Regions from separate parts of the Macaca mulatta genome. Here region 1 is linked to region 2. The links are chromatin contacts, called in public Hi-C maps. All regions are on one chromosome and are shown on one strand. Each heading gives the region's core, a stretch centred on a gene start, on an enhancer-like site or on the middle of the called end of the contact. The rest is flanking DNA. Distances are from core to core; before and after follow the strand shown.

Evidence for each region. Hi-C and Micro-C count contacts between places; a contact is called where the count stands out from the background.
Region 1: a contact with region 2 is called in a Hi-C map of fetal cortex germinal zone, with 4 times the contacts expected there. The contact joins the promoter of SGPP1 here to the promoter of PPP2R5E in region 2. A contact is called at or near these places in 2 of 14 Hi-C or Micro-C datasets (fetal cortex germinal zone and fetal cortical plate).

What each region holds. Positions count from the first base shown.
Region 1 is chr7:136,837,230-136,840,771 of T2T-MMU8v2.0, reverse strand. It overlaps SGPP1 (sphingosine-1-phosphate phosphatase 1), which reads left to right and starts at 2,120. Exons shown (of 2, transcript XM_077941131.1): 1 at 2,120-2,932. The coding sequence starts at 2,249. LOC144330287 (a long non-coding RNA gene) reads right to left here. Exons shown (of 3, transcript XR_013396326.1): 3 at 2,080-3,542.
Region 2 is chr7:136,632,748-136,636,447 of T2T-MMU8v2.0, reverse strand. It overlaps PPP2R5E (protein phosphatase 2 regulatory subunit B'epsilon), which reads left to right and starts at 1,353. Exons shown (of 14, transcript NM_001266743.2): 1 at 1,353-1,407. It overlaps LOC114679579 (a long non-coding RNA gene), which reads right to left and starts at 1,379. Exons shown (of 1, transcript XR_013396306.1): 1 at 1-1,379.

The DNA of each region.
Region 1 (3,542 bases), core at 871-3,370, 200 kb before region 2:
CTATGGACTATTGTTTACCAAATACATTTTTGCCTATCACTATCTTCTTTCACTTTCTCTTCCCAAAATGGGCTTCTTCACCTATCCATATTTTGCTCTGTAAAACAATCCAGCTCAACAGGATCACCTCCTAACACCTTTCTTCCGTTCCTAGTCAAACTTGTCCTTCTCCTTTCCAAGGTATGCTGTTTATGTCTCTGTTTTACACTTGCCATCTGCTCCGTACTCTAGAAGTAGTCCTGTCTTTATCTCCCTTTTATACTGTGAACAGCTTGAGAGCATGGGTGATGATTTATTCCTATTTCTGTGGCCACAGCCTAGCAAGTGGAGTGGGAGGAGGAGAGTACCTGTCCCCGGGAAATGAAAATATTTTTCTCTTTTTTTTTTTTTTTGGAGATAGGGTCTCACTCTGTTACCCAGGCTGGAATGCAATGGCACAATCAGGGCTCACTGCAGCCTTGACCTCCCGGGCTCAAACAATCCGCCTGCCTCAGTCTCCTAGTTATCTGGGACTACAGGTGTGGGCCACCATGCCTGGCTTTTTTTTTTTTTTTTTTTGAGATAGAGTTTCACTCTTGTTGCCTAGGTTGGAGTGCAATGGCGCGATCTCGGCTCACAACTTCCGCCTCCAGGGCTCAAGCAATTCTCCTGCCTCAGCCTCCCCAGTAGCTGGGATTACAGGCATGTGCCACCCCGCCGCTAATTTTTTATTTTCAGTAGAGAGGGGGTTTCTCCATGTTGGTCAGGCTGGTCTTTAACTCCCGACCTCAGGTGATCCGCCCGCCTAGGCCTCGCAAAGTGTTGGGATTACAGGCGTAAGCCACTGCGCCCAGCCCTGCCCGGCTAATTTTGTTCATTTTTTGTAGAGGTGGGGTCTCCCTACGTTGCCCAGGCTGTTGTCATACTCCTGGACTCAAGCCATCCTCCCTCCTCGACCTCCCAAAGTGTTGGGATTACAGGCATTAACTACCACGCCTGAAGGAAAACATTTCTGGTGTCTTAAAGGCATGGGGCAATTTCAAGCCTGTTTCTTGGAAGTAGTTCACATTCTTTAATTACAGACCTTCACCTGACCATGGCCGGGTGTGGTGGCTCACGCCTGTAAACCCAGCACTTTGGGAGGCCAAGGCAGGAGAATCACTTCAGCCCAGGAGTTGGAGACCAGCCTGGGCAATATAGCGAGACTCTGTCTCATCTCTCTCTCTCCAGATATACATAAAAGACATTCACCTGACCTGAGGAATCCAGAGACCTTATAAACTGCTCTAGCTAGAAGTCAAGTTGGTAACTTGTGAGACAGGGAAGTTAAGCGTCTAAATTAACGTTATCAAACTTAAAAATCTATATACTGCATTCATCCTCTACATTTATTCTGTGCAAGCCCTCTAGGTATTAGAATCTATGAAAAGGAAATTTTACACTTAAGTCAAGAACACCTGTGCTCCCTTAACATATACCAAAATATTTGATAAATGATACAGTATTTTGAATTTGTAGGTGGCTGGGTTTTCTTTTGCAGACCACACCTGTTAATATCACCTGGCTCTGTCTTGGGATCTACATGTAGTCTTGCCAACACTGGTCAATTGGCACGTGGTTTTCCGAACATCAGTCGCCTGGGACAGCTCTGTAATTACTTGTTAATTACTTGAGTCGAATGATTCCGGACTCGTGGTGGTTGCTTCGCCTTCATTGATCATTCACCATTTGGTTCTGTGCCCGCAGAATGTCCGGCTGCTTGGTCACAGGCATTGCACAAGCTGGCACCAGGATCGTGGCCTCTTCAAGTCAACGTCTGGCTGAGGGAATCCGGCGACACTAGCCCGCGTGGAAGAAGGGCTGAAGGTAGAGCAGGGAAACACGCCGCGACGCCTGCTGGTGGTTATTACCGGGGACCTCAAAGCGGCCGCCTGCCGATCCTCAACGCCAAGCAGCCGCCGGATGCGCTCAGGGCTGAACCTCGCAGCCCGGCCCCTCAGGGATCCCGGGCGGGGGCGGGGCGGGGCGGGGCGGGGCGGGGCGCGGCGCGGCGCGGCGCGCGCGCCGAGGCCGCGGGCGGTGGCGGGGCGCGCGCAGAGAGGGAGGGGCGCGCGAGGGCGCGCGGCGGCCGCAGCGGCCTGTGGCGCCGTCACCCGGCGCACTCCGGCGGGTAGAGCGCGGTGCCGGTACTGCTGCTGCTGGCCGAGAGCGCGGGGACAGTTCGGGGCTGTGCCGGGGGCCGGCCAGCCTTCCCGGGGGTTCTGTTATCATGTCGCTGAGGCAGCGCCTGGCCCAGCTGGTTGGCCGTCTGCAGGACCCGCAGAAAGTGGCCCGTTTTCAGCGGCTGTGCGGGGTGGAAGCGCCGCCGCGCCGCTCAGCAGATCCAAGGGAGGATGAGAAGGCGGAGGCGCCCCTCGCCGGAGACCCTCGACTGCGAGGGCGGCCGCCGGGGGCGCCCGGAGGACCCCAGCCGCCCGGGAGCGACCGCAATCAGTGCCCCGCCAAGCCGGACGGCGGCGGCTCCCCCAACGGCGTGCGGAACGGGCTGGCGGCCGAGCTGGGCCCGGCCTCGCCGCGGCGCGCGGGCGCCCTGCGCCGCAACTCGCTGACGGGCGAGGAGGGCCAGCTGGCCCGCGTGAGCAACTGGCCGCTCTACTGCCTGTTCTGCTTCGGCACGGAGCTGGGCAACGAACTCTTCTACATCCTGTTCTTCCCCTTCTGGATCTGGAACCTGGACCCTCTGGTGGGCCGGAGGCTCGTGGTCATCTGGGTGCTGGTCATGTACCTGGGCCAGTGCACCAAGGACATCATCCGCTGGCCGCGGCCCGCCTCGCCGCCCGTGGTCAAGTTAGAGGTCTTCTACAACTCCGAGTACAGCATGCCCTCCACTCATGCCATGTCCGGCACCGCCATCCCCATTTCTATGGTCCTCCTCACCTATGGCCGCTGGCAGGTAAGGTTCCCTCTCGTCCTGTTCAGCCTGGGGGAGTTCAAAGAACTCGGAGTTCTCTTTGCTCTCTGCATTTATTTTAATTCGGCCGTTCCCCTCCAAAGCCTCTCTTTCCACAGGTTTTCACAATACCCTCAAACAGGCCCTTTCTGGGTTTTGAAAAATTAAGTGATTGGGGGAAACTAGAGACTTAGCCATTGAATTATATTTTAATATTAAATTCCCATTTAATGCCTTTCTTAGAACCCAAAGGACACACTTTTTCTAGAGTAATATATTGTCATTGGGCTTTGGTTGAGTTTTTAAAACGGCTTTAATTCTTGCAATGCACAGTGGAAGTTAATTTTTAAAATAATTAATCGCTATGTAAACTAAGACCCAGTTTCACCGTAATATATGGTGCCTTCCCTGAAACTGATTGTTTCGGAAAGAGGTAAAGTCATTAGCTTTACCGTGAGACAGTGTTTACAAAACCTTGCTGTAATTCCAAAACAAACGTGCTAGTTTCAAGCAATGAAGTAATCGATTTTCAGCGAAATTCCCTTTATGGAAGTTAACGGAGCACAGTGTGAGTTGTTTTTAAGGGGTGTGGTTGCTACTTTGCTGATAAAGT
Region 2 (3,700 bases), core at 104-2,603:
CTTGAAACTCCTAGTTTGGAGCTGGGTCTTTCCGAGCTCTGAGCACTCGGCTGACGGGGGCGGGGGGGAGGCGGATATTCTGAATGAATAGATAAATAGACTGCAAACTGTGGCGACAGCGTTTTCCCCACCTGCATTAACTAAACCAGCGCTGGCCTCAACGCTCCAGGGGGCTGATATTCAAAACAGACGTTTAAGGAAAAGGAGACGAGGTGAGAGAGAATTCGAAGGTTCAGCGGAGAGCGACTGCTGGGGGTTTCAAGGGACCCATTTACACAACCAGTGGCGCACCGGCGCGGGCCGGAGATCTTATTCCTGTCTACGCATCGCAGGGTCCCGTCCAGAGTGGGACTCCCCAAGCCCTGAGGGGCCACACTAGCTGCAGGGCGGGATCAAGTCTCCAGGGCTCCCCCACTCTTAGCCGACCCATGCCCTTGGAACCCTCTGGTCCAAGATGACCGCCGCCAAAGGCTCCGCAAAGCACGGAAAGCCAGCCAGCTGATCTGCTAGTCTTACACCTCCCGGAATTTAACAGCTCCTCTCAGGCCCAGCGGCTTCCCACTTCAGCCTGCCCCACCGCCGGGGCAGCTGCACCGCCAGAGATCGCGGCTGCATCCGGGTCCCTCACGCTTCGGCCCAATCCTCGACCTCCTCTCTTCCCACTCTCCTGTTTCTCCGCCCTCCTGCCGCCAATCCCTGATCAGGTCTCAACCGAACATGCTGTCAGGGGAGTGAAGGCGGATACTGGCCAATGAGGCCTCGCTTCCCGTTTGAAGTCTCCAGTGGGCGGGCGCCGGAGGCGGGCGCTGCTGGCCAGAAGGTTCGGTTGCGCGTGTGCCATGGACTCAGCCGCCCGGTGATATTGACAATAGGAGAGAGAAAGGGGCATTGACGGGGACCCACCGCGGGTAGCGAAAGGTGGCTCTGGCAGCGGCGGCTCCAGCTCCTGCGGCTCCTCCTCCTTCTCCTGTCCCCTTCTCTTGCTGCCGCTGCAGATCCAGTCTTCCTCCCTCCCTTCCCCCCCTCCCCACGTCGTCGCCGCCGCCGCCGGGTCCGGGGCAACGAGCTGAGGCGCCGCCCGCCAGGAATGTGAGCGAGGAGCCACCGGCGGAGCCGCAACGGGGTCGGTGCCGATTTGATGGGACGGGCCCGCGGGGGAGGATCGTGAGGCCGCCGCCGCCACCGGAACGCTGAGGTTCGGGTCCGGCCGTGAGGCCTAGAGGCTCCGCCGCCGCGGAACCGGAGGGACCCTGCACCGGACAGCCGTCGCCCCGGGCTCCCTGCAGCTGCCCGGACCTCCCCCTGCACGTCCCGGTCCCGCCGCCCGCCCCCGCTGCGGCCCCCTCGCCCGTCTCCCGCCCCTCCAAGCCACAGATCATCTTCGGATTCTTCCCCAGAAGCTTCAAGGTAACTTCGTTCCTCCAGCACCGCGGCTCGCCCGCTTCTCTTCTTCCTCCCGGTCCTCCTGGGGGACCTATGGGGCACCGGCCTTGGGAAGGCCTGGCCGGGCAGGCGAGGGGTGCGGTGAGGTGGGGTGCAGGAGCGGGAGCGCCCGTCCCACTTGTCTGATTTACCTACAAATGCTTCTGATGATGCCTCACATTCACTCTGCCCCCTCCCCCCTTTTTCTCCACCTTCTGGGATTGGAGGCGTTTTCTTGCTCCCCTTTATGAGGAGGATTCTCTAGCAGCTTATCTTCTCCAGGGCTTGGGGTGTGGGTTAGGAGCAAAGGGTGTATATAAGCATCCCCACAGACAAACCCCTTCCTTGTCTTTCCCTACTTCCCCTTACCACCTTTGGATTATCCTGAGCCGTGGAAATGCCCTGTGCCTGATGATTAGAGGATGATAAAGCTTCGGGCGCCCTGGCCCAGAGCGAAACCTGTTTCCCTGGGCTTTGCACGGACCCGCTGTTACCTTACGTTCAGTTTTGCAATGCTTCAGGGTTGCGATCCCTGATACTTATTCTGGGCCTCGGGCATAAGGGGTAAATGATTTTTTAAAAAGCTACCTATATATCATCTGTAGGGATGAGAGATGAGAGATAAAAAGAGACAAAAAGAACGATGGAGGAAGAGGATTTACTGAAATTTTGTAGTGTTAAGAGTTAGAATGAAGTCTAAATAATTCACATACCCGATTGGAAAATCGGCCCCTAAATTTACAACGTACAAATAAGATGTGGAGCTTTTGGCTGATGCAGTCATTTTGATATTTTAAAGTGATCTTAACATCTGTAGTCATTCATAGTTTGTGATTCTGTTTTGTATCCATCACATTATATTAAGGCTAAATTAGGTGGATTTTTAAAAACTTTTTTTTTTTAAGAAAACCAAAGAAGACTTCCAAATTCCAAACGTCAACATCATATGTGTGTATGTGTTTTTAAATATTTTTGGTTATTTTTTCATTGTCAAAATCCACGTAATCCAGGTAACTTTTTGTTCTCACGTGTTCAGGAAGAAATTCCCTTACTCTTTTATTTAGAAGTTAAAAACCACTTGTCTTGTGTATTGGAATGACAGGTGAGTAATTGCATTTCAGCATTTCCCCCATATGCATTATTTCTATCCGAGTCTGCCGTTAGTCTTGCATGGAACCTCAGTGCCATGGAAATGATGGCATCTGTTTAAATTGGTGAATGAAATTAAGCTTAACGCTTGTTACTTTAAGGAAATAGCCTTCATTTTAATAACTCAAGAGGGTTAAACAATGCAAAAGTGCGGTTCGGTTCCATAAGTTTGATGGAATGAAAATTGGTATTTGATGATGAACTAAACTTCAAGGTCTAAACCTCAAGGGAACTCAACTTGGTTGTTTCAGTAGGCTGTGAATTTATGTTTTTAGTTCAACTTTGGTGCTTGATTTCCTCATAGTTTTTATTAAGCTTTAATAACGTAAGGTGGCTTTATTCAAAAAGAAGACTTCTTTGAAATATTTTAATTATACCTTTTATGTGTTTTGTTTAAAGTAATGTAGCCTGTCCTCATTTGCAGTGTGGTATAGTTTATCACAGCTTACATAGCACATCCCATTAAAAGTTATGCCTAGATAGTTTCAGTAGTAGTAAATTTCACCTTGCTCTGATACATTGGTATAGATTCTTGAAGTACACTAAGGGTTTTAACTCCAGAACCCATTCATAATATTAAATATCTTGGGAAAATGTATCGATGGAAGTTTTCCAGCTACAGAATAGCTCCAAAAATTACTTGAAGATGTGAAGAGCTTTGCAGTTAGAAAATGGGCAGGCAGCATAGAGTTCTTTAAGCCTCAATGAATATCTTTAATGCTTATAATGGAGTGGCACAATACATTAGAGTTCTGATATTATTTCCATGATACTTATATTATTTTCACCAAATTTTCATGTTTTCTCATTAACATATGACTTTTTTTTTTTCCTTTTTTTTTTTGGAGAAGGAGTTTTGCTGTTATTGCCCAGGCTGGAGTGCAATAGCGTGCTCTCGGCTCACTGCAATCTCCGCCTCCTGGGTTCAAGTGATTCTCCCGCCTCAGCCTCCCCAGAAGCTGGGATTACAGGCATGCGCCACCACGCCTGGCTAATTTTTGTATTTTTTTTTTTTTTTTAGTAGAAATGGGGTTTCTCCATGTTGATCAGGCTGGTCTCGAACTCTTGATCTGAGGTTATCTGCCTGCCTTGGCCTCCCAAAGTGCTGGGATTACAGGCGTGAGCCACC